Linked DNA regions of Mus musculus: region 1 is linked to region 2. Evidence: chromatin contacts called from public promoter capture Hi-C data. All regions are on one chromosome and are shown on one strand. Each heading gives the region's core, a stretch centred on a gene start, on an enhancer-like site or on the middle of the called end of the contact. The rest is flanking DNA. Distances are from core to core; before and after follow the strand shown. Region 1 overlaps Hydin (HYDIN, axonemal central pair apparatus protein). Region 2 holds the start of Tle7 (TLE family member 7).

Region 1 (6,649 bases), core at 1,739-4,238, 420 kb after region 2:
GTGGTCCACGCCATCATGTTAGCATCCTGTTAGAAATGATAGATTTGAGCCTCTGAACTGAGTACCATCAAGCTGAAGGCAGGCCTTGGGGAGTCCATCAGTGAAGTGGGAGCTGCAGACACTGCAGAGATGCAGTTGTCCCAGAGAAGAGGGGAACTCCCTCGAGAAGACTTGCATGTTAGCAGGAAGAACTGGAAGAGAAGTCGGAGGACAGTTAGATGCGGGTAGGGCCCCAAAGGAAGACACTCAGCAGGGCCGGTAGTAGGGAAGAGGAGAGAGAAAGGGGAGAGAGGTGAGGCTTCCATGGCCTCTGCCCTCCTTGCCCTCCTTTGCTCTAGTAAACATACTGTTCTCACTTTATTTCATTTTGTGCTATTTATCTATTTCACAGTTTTTATGCTTGGCTTAGCTATTGACCTATCCATCCTCATGTAATAGGTTATATAAAATATACCACTGTAGTTGATTTTATTTTATTTTTATGTGCTACTGGAAATTTTTTTAAATTACATACATCATTGTGACAGCAGTGGTTTGGATCATTGTTCAGAAAAATTGAGCAGCGAAGGGGACGGGGCAAAATGATGACAGGGCACAGAAGAGGGACAATGACGAAAGAAAGAAGAAAGGAAAACAGAGGAAGAAAGGAAAAAAAGAAGGAAGTTATGTATTCAAATGAAAACTTTTGTTATGGTTGTGTCTAGCTGCTCTTATTGAAATATGGAGGGTGTGACAGAAGAGAAACAGCTAGAGGCTCATGGACACTGTAAAGAGACTGTATGATCAGTGGATCACAGAGCAGGCAGGAGAGCCAGAGTCCATAGTGAAAAATGGTCGAGACTGAGGGGAGATGCTAGTGGCCAGTGCTTCTGAGGAAGCTGAGGGGAGCAAAGCAGAGATGTTGGGCCTGGTGAGGGGCCTGGTGGAGAGTCTGGTAAGTTAGAAGACTAGCACCCTTCATAACTGCTGTAGAACTCAGCTGTGACTTTTTCCACTAGGGAGTTAGGCGTCCCTAGTCCTCCAGCAGGTGCAGTGTGGCTTTTCTGTACATAGCCCCAAATACTGGGAGAGGGGAGAAGGGAATTGCAGGAAACGATAAGCCAGCGGGGAACTGTAGCTATGAGGGAGCCCTGGAGAGTTATACGCTGAGATGATTGGCAGGAGCATTGAGGCCGAGTCTCCCCGAGACCTAGAGGACCACTGATGTTGCTTGGCTTATGAGACAAAGAATGTGTCCTCCACCCCTGGTCTCCTTCAGGGGTGCCCAGCCCATCTTTGAAGTCAGAATCCCAGGGGGCACAATGAGACAGGGCAAATATGTCAAGCAAGGGGGCCATAAGACGACTCTGAGGCTCAGGGCTGGCACAAAGGCACTCTAGCAAGTGCTTATCTAAGTAGATTTTAACTGAAATTTTAGAAAGTGGGTTATTTCAAGAGGGAGCTGAGAAGGTAGCAGTCTGCTTGGAAGGAGAATCAGGAACAAAACGGAGAAAATAACTGCATGAGTGAAGGTCCCATTTGCTAATAACCACATACTTCTTGTTTAATTCATTCTTCATTAGAGTTGGTTCTGCTGAGGGCAGAAAAAACTCTGCCCTATCTGCTCCTCGACCTTACCACTGCCCAAAAGCTCAGAAGGTTAAGGGTCAGATTGTCAAGGCAAGGCCTTAGTGCACACGCAACTTAAGAAACCCTTGGCTTCTGGGCCAAGAAAGAAAATGGGCACAGACGGTTATAAGAGCTATAGAAAAGATGGGCAATATGGTAGTTTGAATGAGAAATGACCTAACACACACACACACACACACACACACACACACACACACAGCTCAAATATTTGAATATTTGGTCCCAGTTGGTAGGGACCAAAATAAAAACTAAAAGTCTATAAAATTGCCTTTGGTCATAGTATTTTATCACAACTATTAAAAATTAAAAGTAACTGATGCAGGCACAAAAGAGCTCAGGACCCCAGGGGAGCCATCCTCTGATACTCAGTGGGTGGAGCCTCTTCTTCCCGCCCAGGTCAGTCAGCTGTATATGAAGATTGCTCAGTATTCTGTAAGAGAGTAACATAGGCTGCAGTGTATTGTCCCCCACTGTCCTTTCCTTCATATGGTGACTTTTACTGAAACCCCACCTTCTTCCAGCAGCTCATGAGTCTTCAATGACCCAAAATACTGTGGTACCAGCACGACTAAGCACTGAGAACTTGGGCAGGTTTACCTCAGAGCTCACTCTAATAACCCAGGAATACAAAGTTCCGAAGACCGTGCGCGGGAGTGTGATGCTCCCCAAAGGCAAGGCGGACAGCCACTTTACTGGGTCTCAGAAGCAGCATCACCAGCACCAATCCGAAACACCGCAGGTACAGGTACGCAGGGATCCCTGGAAAGAGGGTTGGGAATCCTTCCTCCCCCTTCACAGCATCCTGCGGCCAGGCCAGCACCCCGTGGCTGCCCTACACCACTCCTTCAGAAACTAGTACACAGCCACCTGGTACCCAGTAAGCACTATTCTATTACTGGCACCGCACTGGATCCCAGAGGGATGACAGTGACAAAAGGAAGGTCTCCCACTCAAGCCGCAGTAGTGGCGAGTCGACGAGGAAGCCGATCATGCTCACAAATTGCCTGGAGCAAAACGGTGACAGGAGATAGCCACAAGAGAAATTCGGTTGAACCTTTTAGAATCTCATAATAATAATAATAATAATCTCCTATGACTCAAACAGTACAAGAGGAACATAAAGGATTGTCCTATTAAAATAAGTGGTGCTGGGCTGTAGGGAAAGTCGGTGTAGGTCATAAAGAAGTCATTTGGCCCCAGCCACATGCTGGGGAATGTAAACTGCCATCTTGGCAAAAACGCCGTGCTAAAGGCAGAGACATCCAATGAAATCAAGGAATGAGCAGTGGGTAGAGAGTGAGGGCCAGTGAGTATCAGCCCTTGAGATGTGAGCGGAAGGGCTGGAAGGACTTGCCAGGGACCACGCCCAAGGTCAAGTGTGTGGTCACTGGGAGAGAAACAAAGGCAAAAGTAGGAAGCAGGCCTGAAATGAATGCAGCCCCAGGGGACTTGTCACCCATGGTAACGTCTATGTTCCCAAGCCACGTGTTCTGCTCAGAATAGACCATATTATCGTCTTCTTAAAGAGCAGGAAGCATGGGTGGATGGTACTCTTGCAAAATGTAAGGTCCACACAGGAAGAGATGAGATCCCAAGAGAAAAGGAAAAGGGTTGATCAGTTAAAAGATAACTCCCTCTGGGATCCATAAAGGTTCAAAAGAAGAAAAAGATACAGCTAAGGATAGGAGATGTGAGATGGAGGGTGGAAGTTGGGGAAATCTTACCCTATCACTCTTGTATGTATGTGTATAGGAGGTATGGTCTTTTATAGGAGGCAGTGAGGAGTTTGGGGTTAGAGGCTGCCTTCCCTACAGGGGACTGGTAGAACACAAATATCTCCACTGTCACAACGGGACCCGAAACTGGTGCTGCATAAAGAGAGAGTTGAGAATGCCGACGGCCCAACTAAGACTAGAACCTCAAGTTCACAGTTTTACTAGTTCCCCCAAGTGGCCCCTGGCAGGCCTCATTCAGAGACAGAGAAACAAGAAGTTGTCGTTGGAGCAGAGGAAGGGTATGCTCAGAACTAGGTACAAGGCAGTTCAGGTGGCGTCAGTAAGAGGAGGCCAGCCAAAGTAAAGAAAGAATTAGAGGACATGGAGGGGGAACGGGAAGATCTGAGGGTCTTCAGACCCTCAGTCTTGGAATCACGCTGCCTAGGCACCAGGTGTTTCATAGTAGGTATCTAAGGTGGACAGAGATAGCTGAAGATCCTTATAGAGAGGAGATACAACAGGCTCATAGAACTTCATAAAAAGAAAGCCGAGCATTAAATTAGGAATGCAGGTTAAGTAAAGATTTAGCTCCTAACAGGAATGGAGACCAGAATATAGATGGGACAGGTGAATGGAGCAATGTCCGCCCTGGAGAAGACACCTACAGGTGGACGGAGCATCTCAGGGGCTAAACTGGTGCCCAACAAGGTCTTTTATCTGCACCTCCCCTATAAGTGCGTTTTGTGTTCATAGTACCTTGTGAGCTGGAGCCCCTGGCTCGTTTTCTTTGGGAGCCCCAGCCTTTAACCCTCTTCCCTGAGAGCTATGACATTCTTTACACCGATGCTCGTATTTGTTAAAAATAGGGCATCATGGTAAGTTTTGCTTGTTTTCCTTCTATCAATCTAGAAGTAAAGACTTTTAGAATGTTTTGGGGACAGCAGAAAATCCCAGTTCTGACTCTAGCTCTCTCTCTCTCTCTCTCTCTCTCTCTCTCTCTCTCTCTCTCTCTCAGTAAACAGTAACCCTAAAAGAAGTCAGAGTAGAAATCAGAACCTGTATACCACATGTATACATGTGCACGAGCTCACACAAAAGCACACACAACCCTGCACTGCTCAACATGACAAGACCCAAATGAATTGGAGACAGATTCTGAGCTGATCACTCTACCCATCTATACATGTGCACTGGTTCCCATCCCTCTCCCTCTTATTCAATTCAGGGGTTAAATCCATGGTCCTTGCCCTCCTTTTTTTTTTTTTTTTTTTTTTTTTTGGTTTTTTGGTTTTTTGGGTTTTTGGTTTTTCCAGACAGGGTTTCTCTGTATAGCCCTGGCTGTCTTGGACCTCACTTTGTAGACCAGGCTGGCCTCAAACTCAAAAATCCACCTGCCTCTGCCTCCCGAGTGCTGGGATTAAAGGCGTGCACCACCATGCCCCCTCCAGCTCCTAACTCACTCTTCAGATCCCCTTCTCTGTTTCCTCCAAGGACCACTTCCTCTGTCTCAGTCGCCCCTGATCTCCTTCACCAGTCCCATCCAGACATCCACCTGCCTTCCAATATTCCACCACCACCATTGCTTACCAGATTCCATACACGCTGAACTCCCGTGTGCTCCCAAATCAGCTCACGCACGCAGCTCCCTCACAGAGACAGTTCTCAAGTTCTTGTCTCAGTCTGCCATGGTTCCAAGCTTATATGATCCTCCCGTGATTCTCCACCCCTTCACTGCCCCGTCATTCCCTTGCCCTCTCACTTCCCCACCACACGCCTCCCTGCCGTGAATATTACCGGTTCCTGGGTAATGCGCTCAGTTTCTGTGTCTCCCGTGAGAGTGGTAAGAGCCGTGGAGGCAGCATCAATTGCTGGTCCTGTTTGTTGTTGGATGCCTACCTAGTCCACAAGGAGGGCCTGGTGCATGATGGGAACTCAGTAAATATCTGTTGGGTGAATGGGCAGTCAAATACAGGTCAGGACACATACAGAGAACCTCCCACAGTATCCCTGCTTGAAGCTACCACCATTCCTGAGAGTGAAAGAACCTAGTGGGGAAACCCCCACTCAATTTCCGTTCGGCGTGCACCCAAGAATCATGAACAGACGACCATCTTGATGTAAAAGCATGAATTTAATGACAGAGTTTAATGACAGAGTTTAATGACAGAGCTCCGGGCCGACACATATCTCCTGCAGGAGACAGAGGTGTCGACCACATGGTGGAGCCATAATGGCAGAGCTCTGGGTCGAAACGTATCTCACGCAGGAGACAGTGGTTTTGACCACGAGTATTGGAAGCTAGGGGTTTTTATAGAAAAGGGGTGGGACTGGGGGAGGAATTGGCGCGGTTTCACATGATTGGTCCATTTAAACATCAACAGACTGTTAGAAGGGCAGGAGATAGGGAGGCACTAGGCCAGTCAGGACATGTAACGATGGGCCTGCCCAGGCATGTCCTGACCTGTTCTTCTATGTTCTCAGGCCCAGGTTTCAAAGCTCACAAACAACTCTTTAGGCTATTTGACATAAATTACATGAATCACATGTCTCAAGTTTTATTTCCTTTCAAGAGAAGTAGGGAATCATGCCATTTGAAATATAGTCCTCATTATTTAAGGAGCCTGCAAGAGTTTTGTGGTATTATTATTATTATTATTGTTATTGTTATTATTATTATTATTATTATTTTGTGTGTGTGTGTGTGTGTGTGTGTGTGTGTGTGTAGGCTACATTGCCTGTATGTATAGTTGTTGAGACATAAGGCTGGCTTTTGACTTCCTGCCCTTCTCCCACTCATCAGATCTCCTCTAGCCCTCTCCTCCCCGGCCCCACCCATCGGCGGCTCAGCGTCAGCGCCAGTATTGGCGGGGAGACCGGGCTGATGAGCTGCGTGCTCCCAGATGACCTCCTCATTCAGATCCTGGCTGAGCGGATACAGGTGTGTACACGCCCACCCACACAAAGCAGCAGGCTTGGAACTCACACACTGAACCCTTGCTGAGAGCTGAGACGCTAGGCCATCGGCCCCCCTCAGTGGCTCAGAGCCCTCGGGACTCAAAGGGTCCCTTGCTTGTCTTTTGTCGCTCTCGCCCATGACCTCTGTCTGTCCTCCAGTTGGAAGCTACTCTTCTTTTTAAAGAACCAGGGAGCAGGTTTTACACCAAAGAAATAAAGCAAAAAGAGCAATGTGATAAAAAGTATAATGTGAGCAGCTGGAAGTCCAAGCTTGCCTGGCACGGTAGTGTGCACCTGAAATCCCGGAGCTCCCGACGCTGGGGCATGGGATTGCGGAACTCAGACCAGGC
Region 2 (7,113 bases), core at 1,988-4,487:
GTTTCTTATTTGAAGAAAATTTCTCAGATGCTATATGTTAGCATCTGTTTAGTTCTGGAGAAGGTAGGTAGATAAATATTCAAACAGAAACAAAATACCAGTAAACATCCATGCCCAGCTGTAAGGAAAGGTCAAAGGCAGGTTGCTGTTCTAGAGAGAAGGTTGGTGGTTGCCCCCAGGAACTGCCATCCTGTAGGCATTGTCTAAACCAGGCAGATTACTTGGCACCACCCCCATGGTAGCCTCAAGTGTGTAGGGTTGTGAAAAGATTGAGTCTCGAGTGGTTCTAGACAGTTGTCCAATTTATCCCCCTGGGGAAATCCAGAGGACAGTTAGGGGAAACATTTAAAACCTCAGCAAAAGCATCGTTGTGCCTAAATCCTACCTTTTGGGTATCTAATCTCTCTGTACACAGCTGAGGTTGGAGAAGCGTCTCAGGCTTCAGGCTCTCGTTTTAGCATGTACAAAATGGGGTGGTGGTAGGATCTACTTCCCAAGTGTGGTAGTGATTATCTGCTACACAGTTGTGCATGCACACCGATGTGTACACACACGTGTGTGTGTGCTCGTGTAAAGTCAAGCATCCAAGTCTCTCTCCTAATGACAGAAAGGTATGCACACAAACTCTGCCATTGACAATGTCCTCCTCAGATCCCTCTCCCACAGACTCCCAGGGGCATTCATAATACATGAGTAATACACATCATAGCCCCCAAAGCTTGCCTTTTTGGCCCTTACAAATTTAGCCATCAGTATTGGCCAGGTGTACTGCACTGAGCACTTCAAAGAAGCCATCCTTATCAGCTGGTGGCATGTATAGGACCTCAGTGGAGTGTCCCAGGGATGCCGTTGTATAAATTGACCCTCTCCTGGCACTCCTGGGAGCTAAGCATAGAGAGAGGCAAGCCTTGCCTCCTCCGTCATGCCTCGGAGAGAGAAAGGAGAAGAACCCATTCCTTCTCTTGGCCATGTGTGGTGCTGGCCTGAGTAGTTGCAAACCATACTCTATGAGATCCAGAGAAGTCTCTAGCCATGGGTCCAGGTCCTCCATTTATTTATGGAGAAGCCGAGGTCCAGGGATATATGGGACACCCTCTTGTCACTCAGCTCACTTGTATCTAATCCCAGGCAGGGGAGAGGTCAGATCCTGTGGGAAGCTCCTTAAGCAGGAAGTCCCTAAAACTGATCAGACTCACTAGGCCTCTCCCTGCCTGAGTAAGCAATAAAAGATGAGAGCCCCCTTTAGTCAGAAGGAAGCTGAGCTCCGAAGAAGGTTCCTAGACCAGACCAGCTGCCTGGAAGAAGCAGAAACAAACTAAGCTGTCTGGAAGAGGCTAAGAACCACAGAGGTACCCGGAAGGGGACACTCTCTCTGTTGAGCTGTCTGCAGGTTGTGCAGTGTGTTCCAGTTTCTCAGCTTTATGAGCTGCGACCGATACTGGGGCAGGTGATGCAGCTGTCTTTGAGTCATTTCTGCTCCTGTAAGTAACCCTTCACCCATATTTCTGTAAGCAACCCCAATAAAACTCACTGGCTCACCAAATTGAACTTTGGTGGGATTCATACTCTGGTCTACCTTGGGCCCTCTATCTTGTGTATGTTGAATCTCCCCAGGAAACTGTGGGACAATTGTGGCTGGGGGGTGGTGGGGAACAGGTCAGGAGCAAGAGTAAGGTCTAGGCTTGTCCAAACCCCGAAAATCTCATCTTGAGACTGGCGGGAAGAAAGATCACCTTCTCCTTGTTCTGGGCCTGCATGCCCTGGGGCACGTAGCCCTGTGACCCCCACCTTCACAACCTCTAAGGTAGTCGTGTAGCCTGATGGTTAAATTACAGGTTTAATTCCCTCTCTTCCTACAAGGGCTTTTCCAGCAAGCACCTGGAATTCCTCTTCATGCAAAGAAATCATCCCCAGCACCCAGCACGAGCCACTAATGTACACTCACCCACAAGACCCCTACCCACTCCCCAAGGCTTATATAGCCCTTGTTACCCCCGAATAAAGAAAGCTGTAACACCGAAAACCATTTAGAGAAGGCTTCTTTCTCTTCCCATCTCCCCCAACCTCCTGTGAACCCACCTACCTGAACAAGCTTTGCTTGGTCCTTTCTCTCTGGCCTGGTGCTAGACCATGCCTGAACACCCTAAAGGCAGGAGTGGCGCTAGGTCCACAGGAAACAGTCTGTCTCACAACAGATGGCCAGGGAGTACTCCACCCGTCTTTAGCTCACAGCCGTGGACCCCAAGATGTGCTTTCTGCTCCCTCAACGCAGATGTACTATCGAGGCTCGAATCCAAGAGCACTTAAGTCAGAAGGTCTGACGTTCCAGATCTGCCACCAGTGGGCACCTGTGTAAACTCTGCCTCAGAGTCTTGGCCAGTATGAGGACGTGGCTGACCCAGGGCCTCCAGAAGGCTGTGCTTTGATGGCCAGTGGTTATTTTCCCCCCTCCCTGCAGGATTGTTACTGTCCAGGACTCACCTCTCTGCTCAGACCCCCTAAGACCGGCAGGTGAAGAAAGCTATTTGACACCTGCCAAACCTCTACTGAGCCTCCTCACCAGACAGAGTACCCCAGCCACAGCTGCCCAGGTCCAGGAGATGCCTTACAGTGACAAAGGAGGAGCCTTGGCTCAAAGACTTTTTTCTTTTTCTACACTGTAACATTTCTCACCTGCAGCTCTAAACCCAGATGGGCACCTGTTACAATCTTTTCTCCTTCTGTAGGGATCAGTACATCTGTCCCAGGAGTGGAGGGGACCCTCCCGTCCAAAACCCGTCACCCCCCAGAAAATGTCTGGGTATACCTGAGTCTGAGAGGGGGCATCTGGGAAGACCTTCTCCAGCCTTTCTGCCTCTGAAATCTCCCCACCCTCCAGACCACTTTCCCACTTTGGTCTGTTGTCCTGCCTGACCAGAAAGCGAAGAGCATTCAGTTCTGTTCCAGAATGCCTGCCAGCCCCTTCCGCTTAGTCAAGAATCGGACGACGGGAGAGGAGCTGATCTTGGCCTTTTTTTTGGGGGGGGGGTGCGGGGGGGGGGCTAAGCACGCAGCCATTGGGTTGGGCAAGGACCCAGTTTCCTTTAGTTCCACACACTACAGCTCAGGTAGAGCACCTTCCAGGCCTCCCGGGAGGATAGGGGTGGGGGTGGGGGCGGCTCCGTGCTGAGGCCTGGACCAGTTGGGAAGGCGCTGGGGTCATCGGCCTACTCTTTCGTCTGCCTCCTTCCTGCTCCAGTTTCATCTACCATAGCAGGGCGGGTCTTCAAATGGCTGACATGTTCTTGAGGTGTGGCTCCCACCCCCTATCGGCCGCGGAAATCCCACCCACCCTCCGTCCAAGCCCAGCCTCCAGGAAGCCTCCCTCAACTGCACACTGCGCCAAGTGTCTCCTGTGGCGGCCCCCGGGTCCCCCCAGCAGAGACTCGCAACCAGTCACGGTAAGAGACTAGTCTGTCGCTGTCAATCCCTGTGTGTCCTCCTGTCTTTCCCTCACCCAGGGTGGGACCACCCATTTGTCACCAGGGCATGGCCTCCGAGGGCTCCTCCCAGCACAGGCCCGAGCTTCATGCACCCAGCTGCACAGATCCCCCCTCCCACGCCATTCTCAGAGTGGGGGCCTCGTGCAGGGCTGTCTGGGCCTGCAGCTGGCGTCTGGTGCAAGGGGACAGGGACATGAGCGCTACATGTGGGTCTGGGGGTGACCTGCATAGGGAGGAGGGCCGGCAAAGCAGCCATTTAGGAATCCTCTTTCGCTCCTGCTGCCTCCTAGTGGAGCAACTCGCCTGGCCGCTTCCAGCAAGGCGGGAAACAAATAGTTGCCATGTCACCAGCGTGAGGCCACTGGGTCCCCTCGGCCACACGAAGGCTCTTTCTCTGCTCGGAACCTGAGGAGAAGCCCTTCGCCAGCTGCCTCAAATCCAGGACCCCACAGCAGCTGGGGCTGAGGTGCTGGTGGGAAAATGTCCCCAGCGTCTCCTAGGGGAGCCTGAAGAGATGGCGGAGACTAGAGGGCTGCAGGGGTGTCCGACGGGAGCGCACTGGTTAGCCCACCGCGTCCTCTTTAAAGAGGGCTAGCAGTCTAGTGATGAACCAGCTCCCAGTCAGAGGAGCTCAGGAGAAGGGCTGCGGTGAGGCATGTCGCCCCCAAGACCCTGATAGTGACAATTCAAGGCTTAGCTCAAAGCTCCCTAGGAAGAAAACGGAGAATTCTGGACAGAAACTGGACTGTAGGATTCGGAATGTAAGTGTTCAGCCTCCGGGTGGGAAAGGAGAGCGCCTTGTGTGAGAGGCGATCACCATCATCACGCTTGTCTGAAAGGAGGCCCGATAAGGCTTGGAGAATTGAAAGTTCCCCAGTGACATCAAAGGACCAGATGAATATGGAGGAGATGAATAGTGAGAAGGGACCTGGCCCATTGCCGTCCCTTCCTTCTGGAAGGACCCTATTGTACACTGCTCAGAGCAAAAGTCACCTCTCTTTTGTGTCTCCTCCCCGACCCCCCCCCCCCCCACCCCCGATTCTGTGACCTCAGCCTACTCTTTACCGCCCTCTGCTCTTTGGACTTGGAACTGCAGATGTCCCGCACTGTATGAGGAAGGCAGGAAGTGTTTGGTACCTGTGAATTTTCTCCTTTATACGTTTTCATCAACAAATGTCTAGGTGACTCTCTCTGGAGCACTTTGTTGAAAGAGAAGCACCTGCACTGGGAGACTGAAGAGGGGTAGGGGTGGGGTGGGGTGGGGTCAGTGCTCTGAGCATAGCTCTCTAGTGAACTACCTAGGAACCCCAAGGGCCTTATGGGTGGAAATTAGATTTGAGCTGCTTCATACTTGTTCACACTCAGGCATAGCCTCAAATAAAGATCTGCAGGCCAGTGTTCTTGGTTCTGGTACCACCTAGGGGTTAACCCACCAGCTGGGGTACACCTTAGCTTCCACGGACATCATTTGACTGTATTCCCTGGGCAAGGGGACATCTACAGCTGACTGGCCCTTCTAGGGTTGTAAAGGCAAGAAACCAAGGCCAAAGTACCTGGAGTTCACTGGATGGAGAGGAAGGAGGCTCATGGCACTGGGACTTTCAGGCCTTTAACTCATTGCTTTTTTTTTCCCCTTGAAAAAAATGCACACAAATACCAACACAAAATCCACCATTTTAACTCTATAAAATGTACAATTCGGTGATGTCACAGCATTGAACAACTACCATAATTTTCCAGTTTTAGAACATTTACATCATTACATGTTACCAGCCTGGGCCTCAGCTTCCCCATCTGAAAATGAAGCTAATAAGAAACGGCTTTCCTAAGACCGGAGGCGATGTAATCAAACTTCTGTTTCTGTAGTAGGAATTAGCTTGCTTGGATAATGAGGGGTGTGGGCGTGACCCCCAAGATCAGTGAGAGCATCAGTGGTGCCAGATGGCAAGTAAATAAATGTCAAAACATTGGCATAAAAGTCTTAGAAGGTACTGGAGATGAACTTTTAATTCCAGCACTCAGCAGGCAGAGGCAAGTGGATCTCAATGAGTTCAAAGGCAGCTTGGTCTACTTAAGAAATTCTGGACCCACCAAGGCTACACGGGGAGGCCTTGTCTCACAAGTTGAGAATCATCCAGATGGCTTTCAAAAAGAAATATAACTATAGCCAGGCATGGTGGGCACCCATTTTTAATCCCAGCACTCAGTACATTGAGGCAAGTGGATCTCTTGAGTTCAAGGTCAGCCAGGCCAACCAGAGCTACACAGTGAGATTCTGTCTCAAAGAAACAAAACAAGCTGAAAAAGATTTGAGTTTCTTATCCTAAACACAAGTTTTATAGTATTTGATAGAAAATTACTCATATTTAATACTTCTTGCAACATTAAAAATAGCCACCTGGGCTTGGATTTGTATTCTGGTTTTGGACAAGAATCTGTGGGATTCTACCCCTCACCTCCAATTAATCCTATGGTTCCAAATTAGGGACAGAGCACAGGCCCTGTGTCCTTCACTGTGTATTTTCTGTGAGAATCATTAAAGAGGTATTTACCGAAAGAGGGATTGTGTCAGGACAGGGATTTATGTGAAGTTCCCTCCTGGGTAGTTTACACAGCGGGCTGTAATAAACTGCTAACCACTTTACAAGAAACCCAGTGATCCCTTTGAGAAGTTCTTTCCTCCAAGGGCTGCAATGACCACAGGCACTGTCTCCTCTGTTATTCAGGAGTTCCTCAAGGATGTAGGCTTGGCTTTGGCCTGGTCTCGGCTCAGTGCACAGGAGCATCAATGCATCTGTATGATTACAAGTGACCGGGGAACATCATTCCTAGATAAGGGACAAGCAGGAGCCAAAGCCCCAGCGTGAGAACGTGCTGCCTAGAAACGTACTGAGGGTCGGGTATGGCAGGAACAGGGAGCAAATAAGAGGAGAGCTGATATACTGGAGTCTTAAACACCAGGCTTCAAACGTCTTGGGGGCCAGAAGAGGAGAGAGGGGAAGGGACAGGGTTTTGGAGATGGGAGGTAAAAGATTTCTACACAGCAGCTATTGCAAGATTTTTTGCTTCAAAAGAAGAAAGTCAAGGGATGGAAAGGAAATCAGAGTAGAGAGTTTGGTAAGGTGAGAGGACAGGCATGGGACAGATGAGGGCAGGAGAGTAGGAGTGTCCAACTCACCAGCAACTGTCCTTCTGTGGGAAGGAACCAGGGGGCAGAAGAGCTGTGTAGGATGTGTAGAGCATCTCAGACATGGTGCTCTAACCAACAGCAGCAGCGGCACCTAACATCAGTATGCCCACCACCACATCACCACTGATATCACCTTCACTACCACCACATCACCAAAACTATCACAATAATATTATCACCACCATTACCACCAGTTTTGAAACCATTGCTACCACTACCACCACCATCACCGTTACCACAGTAACACCATCATCATCTAGAATCACCACTGCATCATTATCTAAATTGACACCTCTGCCACGTTACCGTCACTGTCACCACCCCCATCACTGACCCCATCTCTATCACTTCTCCCATCCTGACATCACCAATCTCCATCATCCCCATCTCAACAACCCCTGTTATCCCCATCATCACTACCGTTCCAGCCACTGCAACCAT

Evidence for each region. Promoter capture Hi-C pulls out the DNA fragments that hold promoters and counts their contacts.
Region 1: a promoter capture Hi-C map of embryonic stem cells shows a contact between it and region 2, with 3 times the contacts expected there. The contact joins the enhancer-like site here to the promoter of Tle7 in region 2. A contact is called at or near these places in 13 of 39 promoter capture datasets (the 3T3-L1 cell line, 3T3-L1-derived adipocytes, Sertoli cells and 7 more), 1 of 115 datasets of contacts at active chromatin or transcription factors (embryonic stem cells) and 2 of 9 other capture datasets (embryonic stem cells and liver).

The regions. Positions count from the first base shown.
Region 1 is chr8:110,516,928-110,523,576 of GRCm38.p6, forward strand. Hydin (HYDIN, axonemal central pair apparatus protein) reads left to right here. Exons shown (of 87, transcript NM_172916.2): 42 at 2,154-2,374; 43 at 6,145-6,282. Among named protein-coding and RNA genes, the nearest start is that of Gm21283, 18 kb to the left of the region's middle. Within about 2 kb of position 2,989, at least 8 of the 459 cell types and tissues checked have an H3K27ac peak or open chromatin away from gene starts, as enhancers often do. A contact at or near this core is called in embryonic stem cells, where this site is marked.
Region 2 is chr8:110,098,095-110,105,207 of GRCm38.p6, forward strand. Tle7 (TLE family member 7) reads left to right here and starts at 3,238. Exons shown (of 10, transcript NM_001370839.1): 1 at 3,238-3,440. The coding sequence starts at 3,270.